Linked DNA regions of Capsicum annuum: region 1 is linked to region 2. Evidence: chromatin contacts called from public Hi-C data. All regions are on one chromosome and are shown on one strand. Each heading gives the region's core, a stretch centred on a gene start, on an enhancer-like site or on the middle of the called end of the contact. The rest is flanking DNA. Distances are from core to core; before and after follow the strand shown.

Region 1 (4,157 bases), core at 1,532-4,031, 34 kb before region 2:
GGTCAAACGTAGTTCAGGACTATGCTAGGGATATATAGAAAAATCTAATGGGTTGATCTTTGCCGACATAAGTCGCCTACGTATTTCATTCTTGAGAATTCAGGTCATCACGTAGTTCATACATAAAAGGAAAGGATAAATTCACCTATGGATTTGACTGAAGCCGACATAGGCCACCTACATAACCCTTTCTTAGGAATTCAGGTCAAACATAGTTCGTACATAAAAGGAAAGGGATTCTAGGAAATTGCACATCATAAAACAAATACTATCATAAAGGCGATTACAAATAAGCCAAGGAAACAAAAACTAAGACATCTTTCAAACACAGTATCTCTTATATGCTTGTTTTGTCCCTTTTCGAATTTTATTTGTTGTGAAAACGATTTTGACCTTCTTTAAAACTATTTCAAAAGACTCAAGAAAATTTCAAAATAATTTTAAGAAAATTCATAAAGTCGACACTTCAAAAATAAAAATAAATATTAAAAAAAAAACTGGGTAAGTGTTCAATTAACGCCCTAAGAATTTTTTAAGGCATTTACAAGTGTCCATTTAAAACGGTTTACCAAAAAGAACTAACTTCACTAATTAAAGTGACTAATTTTTCCAAAAACTTGATTTTATAGAAAATATTAAAATTATTTATTTAAACAAAAATTGACATTTATATATTCAAAGGAGAAAACAATTTATTTGAATTGAATTAAATTGTAATTTTCCGGACTTAAAAGGTAAATGATTTTGCTTTCGTGGAGAAAGAAAAGATTACGAAATTATTTTCTTCTTATTATTTATTATAGAGAAAGTCGATTATGTTGTAGAAAATACCTTTGGAAAAATGTCAAGAGAGTATTAAATTGAGAACTCTTATTAATCATGAAAAGTTAAAATTTATAAGAAAATTTAGTTTCTTAAGTTTGAAGAAAATTAATTTAATCCAAATAGACTATTAGTCATATGAAAAAATAAATGTCATATTAAAATAAATTACTCACTTTTAAAAGACTTGTTTTAAGGAGAAAATCGAAAGAAACAATTTTAATTCGTCTTAAACAATATAAATTAGGTGAAAAAAGTCATGAATTAAGTAAAGGAAACAAAGATAAAATAAAATGACAAAATCTTAGGGAATCGACCTAGATTAATTAATTTACAAATGTTAGTTAGCACAAATAAACAATACAAGAATTGAAATTGGGCCCTTAATTGGCCCATCAACAAAGTGCCCATTTTTGGGCTTTGAATTATGGACTTTGGGTCCATTTTCTGAAATGTACACCAGCTGTATATATCTCAACGTTTTTGTATATATCACTGCATATACACTGTTTATCAGCGTCGAGGACTGCTTATTTCCCCTTCACTTTCCATCATAAATCGTGTGATAATATGCAGCTACTGTTTTCCGTGTATACCAGCTTGTATACTTGTGCTATCCTATGTACATCAGTCCAATTTTGGAGGCTCGACACGGCGTTCGAATGCAAGGATATGGAAAGTCCCATTGGACTCATCCGGAAGAGTTCATGCAAAATAAAGAAAAGATAAGGATTAATAACGTGTACAAAGAAAGGGAGAATTCTTTAACTTCAGCAAACTCAGCATAATTAAATTCGGGAACATTGAACATTAATCAAGTCTAATCAATTTGTTCCAACCAAGCCAATTGCATTGATATTAAAAGATCCCGGTAGATTATAGTATCTCCACATGAACACTTCATACAGGATGTTAAATAACATACTTAAATCCATAAAAGAAGACAAAATAAATATGCTCGCACGCATGACATTTTCAGCTTCTAAAAAGAAGCAAAAGCAGGAAGAAAATAGCGGATTAACATGTTTTCACGATGCCAAATTCAAGAGGTCACTCGTACATCCAATTGATATTTTTTAAAAATGCATATTGACACCAATCAGTTTAAAACATTTAGGAAGAAGCTCTTCTCATACTAATACAATCAAAGAGACATCACTTTCTAGTTGAGGATATAAAGAAAATGAAGGTGACAAAATTAATTTCATGCTAAATGAAGGATACGTATGATAAGACCAATTAATTTACTGAAAAAATTTGCAATAAGCTTAAACAAAGTGATAATCTTTATCCTTGTATAACGTATTAATGGTAGAGATAAGGACTAATTTTAGAAAGAAAAAAATGATAATGAAAAGAATTTCACATAAACCACTCAAATATGAAGGTCTGGTTCACTGTCCTTCACTACTGGATCACTGTTTATTCAAATTCACTTCAAATAGATCAAGATATGACGAACAAGAGACGATCTAACTTCTTACCACTATTAGACTCTTCAAGAGAAAAAATATGGACTTCAAGTCCAAATTTTGAAACTATTTTTTGAGAAATTGAAGTCCACAGTGAGACAAAACAAAAAGCTGTTGAGAATTAATTTCTTTACCTGATAAAGTTAATCAATCACTGAGAGAGATGAAAACCATTTATTTTTTTCCATGGACGGCTGAATGGCGGGCAAAAATGGTAATTGGGTATCTGGGATTTTGCTGTTGCTGGTTATCGTTACTTGCTGGGTGTAGTTGCGTTGATATTGAACGCTGTAAACGATGTTGTTGAGTGGGTTTTACTGTTGCGTTATTTTGTGGAGTTTTTTATTCGCCGATGTCGGCTGTTATTGATGCGTTTGTACGGTGGTGGTTGTTGGAGCGTTAATTGCTGAGGTTGGAGTTATTTGGAAGCTGTTAAGGGAGAAAAGGATGGGCCGGGTCGGTTTGTTGTTATTTGGTGGGCTGGTAAGCTGGGAGAAAAGCCAATGCGTTTGTATGCATTGGGCTGCTGAATGTTATGGGCTGATGGAAAGGGCTGGCCCAATTTAAAAAGAAGGAGAGGTTATTTTATGTTAATGAAACAATCCTAATTGAGTAAATTCGAATAAAGTCAAGACGAAATTTCTTTTAATTAATTTAACAAATTTCTCGAATTTAATAATTTTAAAATAAATATTTAATGGAATACTGTTTTATTTTATTTCTCTTTTTTTCAATATGTCACACCCTTTTTTCACTCAAAAGATCGAGTCGAAGGATTTTTCCAGTGACGATTTTGAATAGAAATTATTTTATTTACAGAGTCGTCACTTGGAATTGAGTTATGATTTTTCAAGTCACCTTATTGAATCACTAATCAAAAGGGAATGACTCTTTATTGGTCTACGAAAACAGAAGATCGGGTAAGAAATTCTGTTGATCGAGGGGAAGGTGTGAGGCATCCCTCGAGTCCCATGGTTCTAGTACGGTCGCTTTTATTGACTTATCTTGATTTTAATAAATTATGTTAAGGCTTAAAATTGCTCATTTTATTTATTCTAAAATTTATCTATTATCTTATATTAAATAAATCGGTGAAAAGTTAATTTTAGAAAAATATTTGTCAAGGTGCATTATTGCATCCTTGAATTTTAAAATGTCTCAAAAAGATGTGTATGCCGCATTCTTAAGTGAGATGAATATTTTAAAACGCGTCTAAAATTTATCTAAATTCTTGATAATAAATTAAAGCGAAATTCATTTAACATAATTAATTAAATCAATAAATAATTATTAAATTCTATTAATAAAATAATAAAATATAAAAAATCTACCTATATTACGCTAAATTTAATATTACCTCCAAAATTTAATCTCTTTCAATTAAAAAAACTCAAATTATATATCATAAGACAAATCACACACGAAAATTTTTGAAATAAATAATAAATTTTATTAGTATCAAATTTATTCATACTTCATTTTTCACTAATTATTAAATAAAAATAATTTATATTATACTCAAATATGGAGACTTGGGTATTTTTTTTTTCAAAAAGAAATATAAAATCCCTTTTCCTCTCAGATACGTATTCAATAATAAGTTTTCTAGTTCCCTCTTCTTTTTACATCTATGGCAGCAGTAGAGGATGCCGGAGTAACGACGGGAAAGGGAGAAGGGAGGGGATCGACGGGTCGCCGGAAAATTGGGGATAGGACCAGTTGTATGCTACTGGTGGTGTCGCTTGACGCCGGATATGCGGAAAGGAAAGGAAAAAGAGTAGCGGCAGTCTACCGGCAGCGTTTTACCGGCGAACTACCACGGAAATTGATCTAAAAGGGTCAGATCTGAGCCATTTTTAGCCC
Region 2 (4,560 bases), core at 2,015-4,514:
CACTTTTAGGTTAATCGTGCAAAGGATAAACAAAGTGAATTAGTTATGTTTTAGGTTTTTACATAAATATTTACTGACTTGTAACATTTCTTTTCTTCCAGATATTACTCCAGATTCTCTTTCAGACCATATGTCCAGCATTCCAGAGTTGAACAGTTCAAATTTCAGTGAATGGAAGGAGCAATTACAAATTACTTTGGGATGTTTGGATTTAGATTTGTGTTTCAGAATTGATAAACCTTTGGAAGAATGCACCAATTATGCTACTTGGGAACACTCCAACCGCTTAAGCCTCATGATCATGAAGAGTAAGATTGCTAAGAACATCAAGAAATCAATACCAGATTCTACTCGAGCAAGAGAGTTCTTGGCATCTGTTGAGCGAGAATTCAAGGCTTCTGATAAACCACCAATAGGTACGCTCATGGAAATATTTACTACTAAGAAATATAATGGGACTAGCGGTGTGCGCGAGCACGTTGTGGAAATGGCTGATATGGCAGAACAACTTAAATCGATGGATATGATCATTTCTGAATCCTTTTTGGTGCAATTCATTCTCAATTCTCTTCCTTCACAATTCGGTCCGTTTAAAATTAGCTATAACACAAATAAGGAGAAATGGACCGTGGATGAACTCATTGTAATGTGTGTTCAAGAGGAGGAACGGTTAAAGAGAGAAGGATTGCTATCTGTTCACTTAGTATCACAAGATTATAAAGGAATAGGACCAAATGAAGGGAAACAAAAGGGAAAGAAATCACCGAATCATGGAAACCTGAAGTGCTTCTTTTGCAACGAGAAGGGACACTTGAAGAAGGATTCTCCAAAACGCAAGAATTAGTTTGAAAACAACGGTAATTCAATTGCTTATGAATGTTATGAAATCAATTGAGCTGATGCTTTCTTTGATATTTGGAGGTTGTATTTTGATGCCATGATATTTTTTTCAATTTCTTGTTTGCAGGTATAGGCTACAACTTGAGACCTAGAGTGAAAATATTTTCATGGGGAATAAAGCTCCTTCAACCAATTCTATAGAGACTGAAAACTTAATTTACATAGTAGTTATTAGATAAAGTTTGAAGAATACCTACCTATTATATGGTTTATATTTCTAGAATTTCGTTCTCTGTCTGATGATCAAGGAAATTATGCTAAGTTTGGAAATAAAAGTTTCGAGCCATATTAATTAGAATTATATTTTTGATTGGGGTGGTATTTCATGTATATAAATCTTCAACATACAAAGGGTAATTTAGCAGTCCAAGATAGAAGCGTATGAATTGACAATTGAATTTATAAATGTTTGTATACATAATTTTGAGTTTTCACCAATAATCCTTGCAGGTACAGGACCCATTCCTAAAGTGATGAAACCGTACACGATCTCTAACAATAATTTCAACATCAAAGACTTTTGAAATCAATTTGGTTACATTGTGACAGTCACTGCATATACGCAAATTCTTGAAAATGCGTAACGGAGTACCTGGTTTTAGTTTCAGAAGTCCATAAGCAATGGCAAGTCTCTCACTGTGCAGTTTAAGTGACTGTCTCTTCCCATTATCAAGTTCATCAACTGTTGATGCTTGTGACAGGTCAGGAACATATCCTGCTGATTTGAGTCTTTCTTCTATAACATCCAAAAACTCGTAAATTTCTCTAGTATGCAAATGAGAAGTATCTCCAGCGAAAAATTCATGGAAACCGCCATTAATCTCAATGGAACTACAACCTGGATCTTTTCTAATACCCTTATCGGTCATCAATTTCCTAATCATTCCAGCCTCGTCCCATCGGTTAGCAGTTGCATATACTCTTGACAGAAGAACATAAACTCCGCTAGTATCACTACCTTCCAACTCAATTACTTTCCCAGCCACTTCTTCACTGAACTCTATGTCAGCATTTTTCTTGCAGCAACCATCAAGAAGACTCCTCCATATTGCTGCATCAGGTTTCATTGGCATGTTTGACACAACATCAAGAGCTTTATCAATATGCCCCGCACGTGCCAGAAGGTCAACTAGGCAACCATAATGCTCTAAGACAGGCCTAATCTTATACTCGGAAAACATTTTATCAAAATATCTACGACCCTCATCGACCAAGCCCCTATGATTACAAGAACTCAATACACCAACAAATGTGATCGAATCAGGCATTACTCTTTTACTAACCATTTGGTTAAAACAACGAAACACTCGATCAACATCCCCGTGCATTGCAAATCCTAATATCATTGAGTTCCAAGAATTCAAATCACGTCTACTCATCTTCTCGAAAACCTGAACAGCTATATCCAACGAACCACATTTACAATACATATTAATCAAACAATTATTCACAAGCAAATCAAAATCCAAATAGCTCTCATACTTCTGCAAAAGATAAGCATGAGCCCACATCCCTAACGACAACGCACCCAACCCCGCACAAGCATCAAGAACACTCTGCATCGTATACCCATCAGGCTCAAACACCTTCTGCATCTCCTCAAACATTCTCAACGCATTTTCAAACTCACCCGACTTAACCAAACCGTCAATCATAACATTCCACGAAACCAAACTTCTCTCAGGCATTTTAGCAAACACCTTCCGCGCATCCTTCAAACACCCACAACTCGAATAAAAATGAACCAAACTGTTATTCACATACACATCCGAACCAAACCCAAGTTTCAAAGCAACCCCATGTGCCTGTTTCCCTTCTGAAAGCGCGAAAAGATAAGCGCAAGCCTTAAGCACAAACGGGAAAGTATGCTTATCAGGCTCAAGATTCTTGACCATTTGATGAAAAATCAGAAACGCTTCACTTTTACGATCATTACTATATGCACATGCTTTAATAACAGTGTTCCATACAAACGAATTCGGGTTTTGTAAATGACCAAAGAGTTTAAAAGTATAATCAAGATCATTCAACGAGGCGTAATGGAGAATTCTGCTGTAGAGGAAAAGTGTGTCGGGGTGGTCTAGTGAAGTTGTTGTACGAAGAGTATAGGCGTGTACTTGTTTGAGCTGAGAAATGGAAGTGCATTGTGTTAAGATTTGGAGGATATGGTGTCGATGTTCACTAGTGTTGTTGGGGAGAGTTGTTGTTGGTCTTGGCGGTGTAGTTGATAGAATCATCTTTTTTCCTAGGTGCCACGTGAGAGTGAGTGCTTAAATTGCCCAATGAACTATTATTCTTTTTATTTTTAGTTGTTTTGGGTATCACCGATATTTCTGTGTGCTTCGTATATCACATTATTTTATTATCATACTGATCTTTCCTTTGTATGTTGTATATTGCGCTTCACTCCGTGTTAATTTGTTATTGTTATTATTCTTATTTTTGTATTCTCTTTTCCAAATTGGTTGAATATGTTTTATTTGAAAGGTCTATCAAAATCGACGTCTCTATTTCAATGGGATAAAGGTAATGTGTACACTCTTGTAGCACTGTGGGTGGTTAAGGTTGCCTTTCGTCCTTGAGTCTAAATTTGAGAATTTTTATTATAACACTGTACTTCGTCGGTTTGCTTTGTTAATTTTTTGTTCTGTATTATGAATGATTGGTGTCATTTGGGCCTCTTTGGCCTCGATTTGTCACAAGTTGTGTTATTTGGTTGGGTGTTTTTCAGTTTGCTCAATCAAGTGAGGCATTGGGTGCCAATCGCACCTCTTGGGGTTTGGAGCGTGACAACTCTACCATTCAACACTTACGCAAATACATGGGATATGTTATTGTTATACAATTAAAATTTCTCGAAACATGTGAGACTTTTTCAAATGGCTGAGCATATCGGATAAGGGTTTAAGTTGTGCTGGAGGATAAGTGGAAACATTATTAATAGCAGAAAAATTATGTTTCAGAAACTCCTCCAAAGAATTACCAGTGACAGCATAAGTGGAAACAAATATTTGAGTGAATAGGTTAGTAGCTCCTTAAATAATCCTCATTTTGTGTTTTCATTATTTAAATTAACCCCTTCGATTGTTCTTAGCTCTTATGTTAGGTGGACTCTTTTCTTTTCTCTATTTTATTTTCTTATCTTTCAGTTCAGCTAGTGTATTAACATATTCAGACTTGTATAAAATTGTAGAAGTTCTTATGTCTATGACATCATATTTTGAGATGTTTCAAAACAGTTGGAGAGGTTGAGCTTCTTCGTTTCCTTCTGGGCAAATCATTGTTACAGAGTTTTCTTACATTATATTCAAATTCATTTTTCTCCTTTGAATTGACGATATAGCTATTTTAGTTGGATTTATCAGTTGAAGCAGGAGATAATATACCTTTATATTTTTGATTAAACTTTGATTCAAAGTATCGTTTCATCTCAATTGAAAAAGCAAATAACATTTCAAGAACAAATCTAATTTTGCTTCCGTGTTGCTTTTGTATTATTTTTTCCTTTTACTCTTCTTTGTGTTTGATTCTGTGTTGATTTTTTGACCTTTTTCACATGTGCCTTTTAAAAATTTATCCCATACATTTTTTTTTTATATATTCAATCAGATTTTTTAAAACATAAATTTAAAAGAGTTGTAGTAATGGAGTTACAAGAAC

What was found. Hi-C and Micro-C count contacts between places; a contact is called where the count stands out from the background.
Region 1: a Hi-C map of placenta shows a contact between it and region 2, with 2.2 times the contacts expected there. The contact joins the enhancer-like site here to the promoter of LOC107848174 in region 2. A contact is called at or near these places in 2 of 5 Hi-C or Micro-C datasets (leaf and placenta).

The regions. Positions count from the first base shown.
Region 1 is chr11:32,287,670-32,291,826 of UCD10Xv1.1, reverse strand. No RefSeq gene overlaps it. Among protein-coding and RNA genes, the nearest start is that of LOC107848173, 27 kb to the right of the region's middle. Within about 2 kb of position 2,781, at least 5 of the 5 cell types and tissues checked have an H3K27ac peak or open chromatin away from gene starts, as enhancers often do. A contact at or near this core is called in leaf, where this site is marked.
Region 2 is chr11:32,253,802-32,258,361 of UCD10Xv1.1, reverse strand. It overlaps LOC107848174 (pentatricopeptide repeat-containing protein At1g59720, chloroplastic/mitochondrial), which reads right to left and starts at 3,264. Exons shown (of 1, transcript XM_016692874.2): 1 at 1,262-3,264. The coding sequence starts at 3,137. The coding sequence ends at 1,332. It overlaps LOC107848173, which reads left to right. Exons shown (of 6, transcript XM_016692873.2): 5 at 102-857; 6 at 968-1,211. The coding sequence ends at 844.